Regions from separate parts of the Sus scrofa genome. Here all the other regions are linked to region 3. A link is a contact called in public Hi-C data. All regions are on one chromosome and are shown on one strand. The core of a region is the stretch at or near the end of the contact, and the rest is flanking DNA. Distances in the headings are between cores, read along the strand shown. Region 1 has its middle 93 kb from the start of PDE3A. Region 2 overlaps LOC106510350 (a long non-coding RNA gene). Region 3 has its middle 450 kb from the start of PDE3A.

What was found. A called contact is a pair of places that touch in the nucleus more often than the background predicts.
Region 1: a contact with region 3 is called in a Hi-C map of heart right ventricle, with 7 times the contacts expected there. A contact is called at or near these places in 3 of 47 Hi-C or Micro-C datasets (heart right ventricle, liver and skeletal muscle).
Region 2: a contact with region 3 is called in a Hi-C map of fetal heart ventricle, with 2.1 times the contacts expected there. A contact is called at or near these places in 4 of 47 Hi-C or Micro-C datasets (embryonic fibroblasts, fetal heart ventricle and liver).

Annotation. Positions count from the first base shown.
Region 1 is chr5:52,828,495-52,832,876 of Sscrofa11.1, forward strand. No RefSeq gene overlaps it. Among named protein-coding and RNA genes, the nearest start is that of PDE3A, 93 kb to the left of the region's middle.
Region 2 is chr5:52,883,831-52,887,745 of Sscrofa11.1, forward strand. LOC106510350 (a long non-coding RNA gene) reads right to left here. Exons shown (of 4, transcript XR_001308778.2): 2 at 448-691. Among named protein-coding and RNA genes, the nearest start is that of PDE3A, 150 kb to the left of the region's middle.
Region 3 is chr5:53,185,309-53,189,793 of Sscrofa11.1, forward strand. No RefSeq gene overlaps it. Among named protein-coding and RNA genes, the nearest start is that of PDE3A, 450 kb to the left of the region's middle.

The DNA of each region.
Region 1 (4,382 bases), core at 632-3,131, 360 kb before region 3:
CAAAAATGAAGTTGGATCCTTATCTTATGCCATCTGTAGCAACTAACTCAAAATGTATCAGAGAATTAGATATAAGGCCTAAAAGTATAAAACTCAGAAGAAAATATAGGGGTAAGTCTCATGACATCAGATTTGGCAAAGAATTCATGGATATGATACCAACAGTCTCACCAACTAAAGGGGAAAAAAAAAGATAATTTGGACTTCATCAAAATTTAAAACACTTGTGCTTTGAAGTACACTATCAAGAAAGTGGAAAGACCATCCACAAATAGCAGATCAAAATGTATTTGCCAATCATAAATTTAATGAGAAATATCCAGAATGTATAAACAACTCAAATAACTCAATAATAAAAAGATGAATACCCAACAGAAAACTAGACAAAGAATCTAAATAGACACATTTCCAAAGAAGATATACAAATGATCATTAAGCACATAAAATTATCCTCAACCTCATTAATCATTAGGGAAATGAAAGTCAAAACCATGATGAGAGATATGACTTCATGTCTAGAATGTCTGGAATAAAAAAAAAATTACACAATAATAAGTGCTAGTGAGGACATGGTGAAATCAGAACTCTTATATTCTGCTCATGGGAATATGAAATGATACAGCCACTTTGGGAAATAGTCTGGCAGTTCTTTGAGTAAACATAAAGTTATTTATTATGTGATCTGGCAATTCTACTCCTAGGTATACATGCAAGAGAAATAAAAACATATGGCTACATAAAAACTTGTTTATAGCAGCAGTATTCATCATAATGTTTATAGCAGCAGTATTCATTATAGCCCCCAAATGGAAATAACCCAAACATCCATCAACAGATCAATGGAAAAACAAAAAGTACTATATCTTTATGATAGAATATTATTTGGCTATAAAGAGGACTGAGGTGCTGATACATGTTACAGCATGGATGACTCTTGGAAATATTATGCTAAGTGAAAGAAGCCAGTCATAAGAGGCCACATATTATATGATTCCATTCATATGACATTTGTGGGCAAATCTATAGAAACACAAGTAGATTAGAGGTTGCTTGGAGCTAGAAGAAATAGGAAGATAAATGGATGGTATCTAAAGGGTATGGTTTCTTTTTGAGGCTGATGGAAAATGTTCTTAAATTGTCTGTGATGATAGCTGATCTGTGACGATACTAAAAGCCATATAGTTTAAATGGGTGAATTTTCTGGTGTGATGGTTACCTTTACATGTCAACTTTGCTAGGTCATGGTACCCAGACAGCTGGTAAAACATTCATAGAGATTTTTGTGAAGGTATTTCATAAATGAGATTAACTCAAATCAGTAGATTTTGACTAAAGCAGTTTCCTGCCCATAATGTGGATTTGCCTCATCCCATTAGCTGAAGGCCTTAATAGAAGAAGACTAACCTCTGAAAGCAAGAAGGGATTCTGGCCGCCTTAAAACGGCAACTCTTCCCTGGTTCTTGGGCTCTGCATATTTTAGATTTGCCAAACCTCCACAATCACATGAGCCAAGTCCTTAAAATCAATCTCTCTTTTTTCTCTCTCCACACACACACACACACACACATCCTGTTGGTTCTTTTCTCTGGGGAAACCTATTACATATGGTATACGAATGTATCTCAATAAAGCTGTTTAAAAAATAAGGAAACTCAGGAAAAGTGAGGCTAATTAGCTGCCCAAGTTTCCACAGCTGGAAAGTAGCAGCATGGAAAGATTCTGTTTAGGACAGCATGCTACCCAAGGTGTTATTTGTGCTTTTGGTAACCTTGGGCCGGGTGTGGAATGTTGTTGAGAAGTTAAAGCTAAGTCTAGGATGAAGGTATGATAGCACCAAAGTGGGAGCTGCTGCAGAGGGTGTTGAAGAGGAGGAACCAGACCCTGTGGCAGGGGTGTTATTCAACATGTTTATCAACTGGCATGGTACAGACATTAGCCTGTCAGAATAGACCTGGCCATTCTGGGACCAACTGGGACTGGAATGAAGTTTGCACCAGCTTAATATTAGCCCTGACCTCTAAAAGGGTTATGATTAGCGGCATTCTCCTTTGAGCAAGTACTTATCATGAGGCAGCTTGATTACTTCCTACTTCCCTCCTTGAAGCACCACAGGGGTGCCAAGTCACCATGAAAGGATTTCTGCAATTGACTACAGAAATACACACATTTTTTTTTTTTTTTTTTTTTTGCTTTTGCTCTGCCATTCCTCAGTTGGAGACAGAGATTAGGAAACTAACATGTTATGATTTTGGGTAATGAACTTTAACTTCAGTGCATGTTTTTTCTTTTTTTAATATCATTTATGCTATTCACTCAGATTCTAGAATTCCTTCTGCAGTTGCAATTATGACCTACGCCAGATCCTTTACCTCATTGTGCCAGATGGGGATTGAACCTATGTCCTGGTGCTGAACACTGTCAGTCCCCTAGTGCCACAGCGGGAACGCCTCCTTATGCAGTTTTTGATAGGCAAGACTTCTCCTTGCTGCAAAGCATTTCTCAGATGATGTTTCCAGGTAGAACCCCACAAGGTAGCAATCACAGGTGTTTAGTCTGTGGGGGATGGATGGCATTAACCAAATTCTCAAACACCTGCTTTAATCATTGCCTATATTTACTTAAGACATTTTATGGAATGTTGCAATGCCTAATGTGTTGTAGTCATGAGGGAGGCAGTGACCTCCTGAAATCCACAGAAAAGACAGAGAGAAAAACATTCATGTTTCTATAGAATACAACTGTACAGCAACCTGTAGGCTTATGCTTGCTTTTATAGGACTCCCATGATCAGGGTAAGGGAAAACCAAACAATGAATCAGAAAGTTTTCTGATGTTCACGGAGTCAGAGAAAACTGATTTTTGTAGGCTTCTGGGACACTTATCCTAAAACTTAGAGTGTTGCTTCTTTTTAGAAACTATAAAAGACAATTAAAATCGTCTATTTTTTCTTTTACTTATTTATTCACTTTCTCATTAATTTATTCCATACAAGCCAATCCCCAAAAGTGTGGGACAACTGACATTTAGGGCCTGAAATCTGGCTGGAGTTTTGTTTACCAAGCTGTTCCCTGTGGGACTGTGAGCCCAGAATGGGGCACTTTTGTCCAATTCATCTGCTCAAAGGGGAGGCCTTTTAAAAAATCCATCTATCCATGAAAACTACTACATTTAGAATGGATAGGCAATGAGGTTCCACTGTATAGCATAGGGAACTATATTCAGTCTCTTGGGATAGGCCATAATGGAAAAGAATATAAAAAAGAATGTCTATATGTATATAACTTGGCTGTACAACAGAAATTAGGACAACATTGTAAATCAACTATACTTTAATTAAAAGAAAACTACTCAGAGATCTGTTTGTGCAATCTGTAGTCCTGTGCTTGAGTTTAACTACAAATCCGATATGGTTTTACCCTTAAATGAGCTTGAAACATAGCAAAACTTGATACATTCTTTCCTCTCATTTACAATGTTGAATAAACCCTGATATATCTGTTCTAATTCAGCTCTTTTTTATTCAATACTCTTTATCAATTATAGAAAATTTCAGTCATTCCATGAGCTCATTAATTTTAATAGGCTGCAGAGAGATGACAACTTGTTTTATCTGAGTCCCATTCTACACTGATGTTTTAAGGAGATTTATACCCTCAACTGAGTCCTTTGTGAGAGGCCATAATCAACAAGACACTCCCAACATAATTTAATACCGTGGATCATTTCTTAGAAGGCCTAAGTATAATGTGGACTTCATCTTCAGAAGGATTCAGTGTCCCTATATTTTGGAGTCTGCTAGCTTCGTAGGTCTTGACAAATCATCTTCCTCCATGCCAACAGCCCCATGAAGGGGAAATATTAGATCTTTCTGTGTCATCTCTGCTGACTGATTGCCTAACTGCTGTAACAGTTCCACTCATGGAAAATTTTGCATTTAGAAGAAGACTGTCCCATCTTCTAATGCTTAGGATATTTTCCCCCTTAAAATAATGCCATTATCTGTCTACTTATTATGTCTACCTATACTAGTCCTGGACCTATTTCATGGGGTGCATGCAGGACAAGTCTAATTGCAAATCAGCTTCAAATGCCTTCTAGTATTGAAAAATTTGAATATACCCATCCACCTATTCTTTCCTCCAAACTTCTTTCAGTAGATATTAAAATTAATGTATAATTTAAAAAATAGTGGCTTGAGAGAATATCATTAATTAAACAAACATGTATTTCCTTAAGATACATTTGAATTGTCAGCAAAAAAAAAAAAAAAAAAAAAAGGAAAAGGAGAGTCAACAAGTTCTTGTTCAAGGTATTGAACTTATGACAAATTATAAAATTAGTTTATATATTAGCTCAACACACATAAATATTTCGTGTTATTC
Region 2 (3,915 bases), core at 766-3,265, 300 kb before region 3:
TAAAAAGTCTAGCACCTAATGCAGGATGATGCACAGAACTCTTTATTTACTGCGATATTTTGGCACGTGACCATTAGAATTGTTACTTTCTTCCATTTTTTAAAAATATACCTCAGTTTTTGAATCTGTAGAATGGGGAAAATATATTGTAAGGGGCTTTTTCAAAAGGCTTCCTGAGAAGTCCTGCATTAATTACAGATTGTGAACTCCGTGCAAAAGTTCCGATTGTCACATCCTTGAGGGCAGCACTGTGACATTCTTTATTAGATTTCTACCTGGTCAATTCTGAAGAGAGAGACAGAAAAATCACATTCAGGAAAAGTTCTTCAGGGCAGGACACCAGAGGAAAATAAGAATAATGAGGTAATACAAATGGTAAAGTAAACCAGGCAAAAGACCAAGAAATTCCTTGCAAAGGGAGACTGGAGACAATCAGCTCTCACCTACCTACAGCTTCCAGCTCCTTTCAAACAGCCTGAGACAAAGAACATTCTTCTCTGGCGATTTTTGAAAGTCAAAGCCAAACAATCCCCCTAACTTGCAGTGCGGTTAAAGGACATCCCTTCACTGTTCACGGCTGGCCTCAGACCACTGGCTCTACTGACATCATTCTAGTCATATGATGGAGATGTTGACAGTTTGCAGAGACTTCAGTCCAATTCCACAGTAATCCAGGGTCAAGGTTATTCTCCTAAGCAAATGCAAGTGAAATAATGGAAAGGTCAATTCATTTTATCACAGTTGGGTTGTACAGGCTTTGTGCCTTCACCTAGGGTTCCCAGAACAAGAAGTGTTCTCTCTCCTCTCTCCTCTTAAGAACTTTTGGTATTTTGAAATAAAAAAAAACTAAGCTTTATATTACAACAGCTCCTGTTTTGGCACACTCCGAAGCTGTGTTCTGATGCCCTCAATCAACAGCCTCTATCCTAACAGTTCTTTATCCATTCTAGCTGGCCTGAAACCAATTCTCTTTCTTGACCTCTCATTTAATGCTTTAGAAACAAAATGATACTTTATGAACCAATTAACAAATTCAGCTGTATTTTCTACCACAGAATTATATTGATTTCATGGGACTTCACTTAAAAAACCAATTTGTGGGGATTTAGGTCACCTTTTGATAATTTAACCTACAAAAGACTAATGATATTTTATTGTCTGGTCAAATCTGAACATTCAAGAGTATAACAAAGAGTTATATTATTCTATACCACAAGATCAAAAGGTGATTGATTGTTGTAAGACTGGAATTTTATTACTGCTGTTCAAAGGTATATGATTACCATGAAACAGTGCTACAAATAGAATCATAATAGCTGTTATTTATGTCTATAGATATCTATATTTATTTATTTTGAATATTACTGCAAAAAGATAGCTCTTCTCCACTCAAGGCACTAAATCTTGCACAGTTTACTAGCACAAGAAATGGAAACTTTTGATGGCACACATAGAATTCGGTGTTTATAATGTTCAAAAGGTAAGTTTAATATTTAAATTGGGTTTTGTTTTTGGCCTGGCTATCATTTTCGGGTTTGTCTCTATGCTAGTCAATTGCTGAAGCTCAGATTCTTCCTTGTTTTTCAGTGGTTAATTCTGAGTTAAAGAAAAAGTTTTCTCTTCTCTCCTCCATCTCTCACCCAGGTTTTCTCAAGCTCATTGATTTTGTGGCCCAGGTGACTTTTGATTAATCTTTTCCTCATAGTCTTGGCTTGCTTTATCTAGTTACCATATTTAAAATCTGTATTATAGACACTAGATCAAGATAAAGTTTTCTAAAAGTAGTGCTGATGACATACTCTCTCACTAGCACAGAAGGGCTGTGGTTTTCCACCCAGCACAGAGGCACAAGAAACAAGGATCCTTTTCTGCGCTGGTTCCAAAAAGAAGGTCTGAGGCTCTCAGGGTTTCCTTGTCTCTCTGTGATCACACACATATTGCTAATGGCCCAAGGCACTCATACACGTCCGGGAGCTCTCCAGCCTTCTCTTGAACTAATTCCTTCCAGAGCATCTGTTCAAGTGTGACTCATCACTTTACAAAGCCACTGCCTCCCCGCACTCCTGCTGCCAAATGCAGAGGGCATGTCTTTCCCATTGGATTCCTGCCATTTCTTTCATACATTTGACGTAATCCTCTTCCCCATTGTTTCTGTGCATCAGCTTGTACAAAATTAGAGACAAAAAAAAAAAAAGTAGAGCAGAACCTAAAAACCTACAAAATGACTCTGCTGAGATTCCTTCGGTTATCCTGGGGTTCCTTTGGCTGTGAAAGTCTCTGCCAGTTTGAAGAGGGACTTTTATTTCTGTTTATTGGCATGTTTGTTTTCGGTGGGAGAGTGGGATGTTCTAAGGCTTCATATGATTTAGAAAAGAAGAGAGATAAGAGAAGATATAAAAAATATATATTTAGACATGCTGAAGAAGTAAAAAAAAATTTAAATAAAAGAATTGGACATATTTAGTCAAATTTACCATCTGAGCAGACACTAGACCTTACTAGAGATTTCGTGGCAACAGAAATATTCATCATATCCTGTCTCTGCCTGGACTTTCCTCCATTAATTATCCCTTCTCTTCTCAGTACTGTCAACCTTTTCCTTTTCACTGGCATCTTTCCCTTAGTCTATAAACATGCTCAAGTCTCTCCCATCTTTGAAACGAATACTTCCTCAACTCTGTCTGCACTCTAGCTACTGAACCTTCTCCTTAAAAATATTTTTTAACTTAAAAAAAATTATTTTTTCTTTTTAGGGCCACACCTGGGGTATATAGAGGTTCCCTGGCTAGGGATCAAATCGGAGCTGCAGCTGTAGGTCTACACCACAGCCACAGCAACTTGGGATCTGAGCCACATCTGTGAAGTATGCTGCAGCTCAATGTGGGAGGCTTAACCCACTGAGCGAGGCCAGGGATTGAACTTGTATCCTCATGGATACTAGTTGGGTATCCACTAGTTGAGCCACAACAGAAACTCTCTAAAAATAGTTTTTAAATAGCCCATCTTATAGAACAAGTGACCTATGTACACTGTTTCTACTTCCTAATATTGTCCTTTCCCCTTATTGATTACAATCCCTCCCATCCCTACATAATTGCTATTCCAAAGGGAGTGTCTATTTTGCTAATTCCAATTTTATTATTCAGTACTCTTGGAGACAAGTGAATGAAAACAATTCCAGGTGAGTTAAGCCAAAAGAAAATTTGTTTATTTTTAGTCTTTATTTGTCTTTTTTTAGGGCCGCACTCACAGCATATGGTGGTTCCCAGGCTAGAAGTAGAATCAGAGTCGTAGCTGCTGCACTATGCCACAGACACAGCCACAGCCACAGCCACAGCAGATCCAAGTCTTCATTGATACTAGTCAGATTTGTTTCCACTGAGCCATGATGGGAACTCTCAAGAAATTTATTTTTCTTATTGTGGTTATTATATTACTTAGCTCCTTTACCGAAAAAAAATTCGTAGTTACAGCCGACTTCATTCAAGCCCAGTTGAACTAGGGCTTACCATTACTTTCTTGACTCTGCTATCCTTGAATTTAGCTTTACTTCTTGACTAGTTCATGCTACATGGTGGCAAAAGATGACAAAGATTTCTAGGTTCACATTCTCATTGCTCTACATCTATCAGAAAAAGATTGTTTGATCTTATCTCCCATGTAAGTCTCAAAGTTAACTGGTCAACTCAGAATGAGTTACATACCCACTGCAGTCCCAGGGGCTGCAACATTCTGATTAAGGCTTGTGTCATATGTATTTGGAATCAAGTATAGTTTTGAATTTTAACTCTAATAGCGCTTATTGCTAGTAGTAATATAACTACCCCTACCATGTCATATACTTCGCAGCTAACACCTGTTCTTTATAATAACTATACAAATTACACATTAAACATTTTGAAGATGATAGGTATT
Region 3 (4,485 bases), core at 1,318-3,817:
CCCTTACCCCAACTAGCCAAATATTTTAACTAGTTCCTGATGATGAGAAATTGGAAGATATTTTCAGAACATTATTACAAGTTACATTTCTGGTATGTAAATAAATTTATGTAATCTTCTGAGTAAAGTGTACATTTTCTTATGACTTGGTGAGAGTTTGTACATTCTCTTGTAATCTCTTCTATTTATCAGGACTATTATATCACAAACTTGGCCCAATCCCAACCAGTTTCCTGTCTTAAAAGATTCTGTCTTAAAAACTGTGAGCCCAGGCATTCTCCGGTGGTGCAGTGGGTTAAGAATCTGACAGCAGCAGCTCAGGTTATTGCAGAGACATGGATTCAATCCCCAGCCTGGTGCAGTGGGTTAAAAGATCCAGTGTTGCCATAGCTGCAGTGTAGGTCACAGCTGTGGCTCAAATTCAATCCCTGGCCCAGAAATATGTGATGGGTAGTCATTAAAAAAAAAAAAAGTGAACCCAGATGCCAACACCCCATAAATATTCCTCTTCTGACTCCCACTTCAGAGTCACTGCTAAGGTTTGTCAAAGTGATATTCAATCTAACTGCAGTGATTTCTAATAAATTTATCTTTAAGAGCTTTTCTAAAAATATTTTGGTGACTTCAATAGCAACATCATAAAGAATATCTAATCAAGACTAATTCCTGTTTTGGAACACCATTTATTACACAAACTCAGTAAGTGTGCATTGATAATGCTTAAATAGAAACAAATTTAGCAATATAAAATTCCAATCAAACATTGCAAAATATTTTGGACTATCCCATTTGCTAGTCAAAAACAGTCTGAGGGGCCTCGAGGAGAAGCAAAAACACAATCTTCCCCCAAAAGAGCTCCTTCACAAGAATCAGGTCACTGAAGTTATGAGAGATTTACATCCAAACGCTATATTCGATTTTAGTGCTTTTGTCCATTATTTCTCTACATCTGGAATTCTTGTCTTGAAATTATCTTTCAAAATGTGGTTTAAACGAGACTTTTGTAAAATCTTTGATCAACCCTGTCAACCTTCCCTAATTAATTACTACCTCTTCTCAGCTATGTCTTTTACGTTTACCATAGAGTGTTTGTTTTTATTTTTCTCTACCCACAACTCTTTGACCTACGTAGTGCAGGATCCATGGTTTACATGTCTCTGTTTCCCAGAGGCTTATCATATCAGAGCCTAATTTTTTTTTTAATGTACTAAGTGTTTACTGGATTTTTTAACCATATTTTTGGTTCAGATCTAAATATTTTACTTAATTGCAAACTCTACTTATAAACTCTTTATTAACTAATGACACCTGAGTGGTATATTACTTTTCCATGAGAAAAAGATTCACAAAAATTTAGACACACAGTTATCAGTTGCTTGGGACACAAATTCCAGCTAGAACAAGGGCAACTAAAATAGAAATTAGAAAGGTGCCAAAGGCAAGAGTCAACTATTTGGAGCCATTTTGGGGAATGAGAATTTTGTAGAGGTTTTGTAGCTTTTAGATGCTTTCTAGAGAAAATTCAGAATAATTTATTTTTCTTTGCTCAAGCATTTAAGTTATAAAAAATATATATATATATATATATATAAGATTCTATCAGATTCAAAGAGCAAGATGTGTATGTGCATGTGTATTTTCTTGCAGAAAAGAAAAATCTTTATTACCTTAAGTCACTTTGCATATTGTTATTGTTCCTGAATTTTTTTCAGAGATATATTCTAGTCATTATATTCCTTATTTACAAATAGATAAATTTCTAATGTTGCCCTCTTCAGTGAAAGGAGCAACTTGTTTTCTCTCTTTTAATCGATTCGAAAAGTTAAATGACATATTCAGGTCACTGAGAAAGTGAATGTCAGGGTTGACATGGGTTGAGATTTATCTAACAGGCCCTCCTTCACCTGCAGTTAGTGACTGGTTACATGATGCAGAAAAAAGGCATTAGCTTTAGTGTCCAAATCCTGAGATCAAATTAGAAATTCACAATTTCCCTGGGCAGCAATGGGTCATTATTTCATGTCTCTGGGGCTCAGTTTGTTTCTTCTTTCATTAAATGGATATACTATACCCTGTCTTTTATAGTATTTTCCTGAGAATCACATGAGTTAAGTGAAAAAGTATATGGAAAGCAATAAAAATGTTTTTGTTAAATTGGAAATATACTCATAGTAACTCTGTGAATCAGGCAAATAAGAATTTCACTCATCTGGTCTATCACTCTCTATATGGGATCACGGTTCTGGATTCAGAACTGTGAATTCAAAAGAAAAACTCTTTGTGAGCATTGTTTAGGCAATGTTAGATTTTCCAGGACACTGCAGACAATATACCACCCCTAACATGAGACCACAGAGGTGTTGCAATATTCATAAGTGGTCCAGATCTCTGCTTTATGTCTCTTCTGAAAGAAGGCAAAGTGTTTTTCTCTATCTAGTTCTCACAAAAGAAGTGGGCAGAAATGTTAGCCGTGTGACTTTAATGAGTATCACATGAACAAGTTGCCTACACACTGCTTTGGAAATGTCACCAAATGGAACGTTGCACCTAGAAAGGGCATAAAACTGAGCAAGATAATGATGCAGTCGTTGCCTGGTACACAAGTGAGGGCATCACCTTTGCTGCTGGAAAGTGTAACAGGGATGCAGTCAGTTGGGTTACGACATGCACAGCAATTGCTCAGAACATGTTGATGCACCTGCTTTTAACTTGAAAATTGGTTCTTCTCTCAAACAAAACCAAGGAAACCTAAACAAAGCATGCAGAGAGAATGCCTGGCACATCCTCCAGGTACTTGTTTTCCCGTTGTTAGGCAGTTAGAAGTTCAGCCAACGCTTAAAATGCACACTTAGTCATCCACACTTCACACATTTTCTGTTTCCATAAGTGTGGTTGATAAACAGTTAGTTAAAAACTCTCACAGATAATACTTCCAGAACTCCCTTCTGTTTCAAGCCTGTTACCCATGGAACTCTTCCAAGCAAAACAAACAGTAAGAACTTCGGGACAACCTCTGTGGGGCTCGTACCTCCCATTCACATGATTAAACTTTCATCTCATTGCCATTTGGCTGCCCAAGGATTTTCTAAAACTTAGCTTGGATTCTCTGCATGGCATTATAGCAAAGGTGGACTGCTTTGATGAGGAGCCTGGTTGGACAATAATTAACTGTATGCCTTTCCACCCTCACCCTGGCTCCTGGAAGGTGGGTACAGTAAAATACCAGAATCATTTTTATATCACTCATGCTTAAAACAGGACTTGGCATCTAATAGGGCCTCAGTAAATATTTGTTGATTCTCTTATCACATATTTCCTATCAACCCATACCTTTGTTTGTAATAAAGTTTCTGCCTCCATGTCTTCATTCTAACTAATAATACCTAGCTTCTTGAGTATCTTGCAGCAAATTTCAACCCTCTCAATTAACCAAAAATCTTTGAGCTACTCATCACGCATTCACTCATTTACTATCACCAAGCTCTTCACCTCCTTCCTCAATTTCTACAAATATTTATCATCAACTGCCTGAAAGCTTCATTCAACATTTTATGCAAGTTTGAAAACTGCATAATCACCGCCATGTGTCATAGCACTCAGCAGAAATATGTGAGCCATGAGTGAATGCAAAGGTGTACTTTTAATTCTTCTAGTAGCTATATTTTAAAAAGTAAAAAGTAAAAGGTAAATTTAAGTAATATAGTTTTAACTGCAACTATAAAAAATTATCATTTCAACATGTGTTCAATATAGAAATTATTAATGACCATATGATATTCTTTTTTTCTTCAAAATCTGGAGTATATTTTAGGCTCACAGCCTGTTGAGTTTGGACTAGCCATATTCCAAGTGTCAATGGCCACATGTGACTAGTGGTTACCATATTGGACAGCACAGACCTATAAAATCACCTTTGCATTAAAGAAAGAAAGGTGTAAATAGAACTTCAATACAAAATAGATTACGGTGAATGTGATGTTAAAACAATAAAACATGGAGGCCAAGAGAGGACTCAGTTCTAAGAGGAGGGATAGACATGGGTTCCTTTGGACCTACTCTAACTTTCCCATTTACAAACCACTGCATCCTCTCATCATACTGGCTGCTTTCTCCTTCATTCAATCACGGTGTGTTATCTATGTATCTGTGCAAGTAGTTATGCGTTTCCTAGAACTATTCATAAATGGATGACACGTTTGTGTGAGGGTAAGTCCACGTGTAAATGAATGTGACCCTGCAGCCTAGATAAACACTGTGATTAGAATACATGGAAGGGGCAAATGTAGGATAAAAAGGAAGAGGCTGAAACAAAAAAGACAGAGCTGTGATTGGCAGAGTTTATGATGATGTTTTCTTTTCCTAGGGGATTACCAAAATATCATTGTAGGCAATGAATAAGTCAAAGGCGTACCTAGTTAAAGGGAAAACTAATTTTGTTTTTCTCCCTCATAGGAAAAAGAATTAGTAGAAATTAATGATATTGTT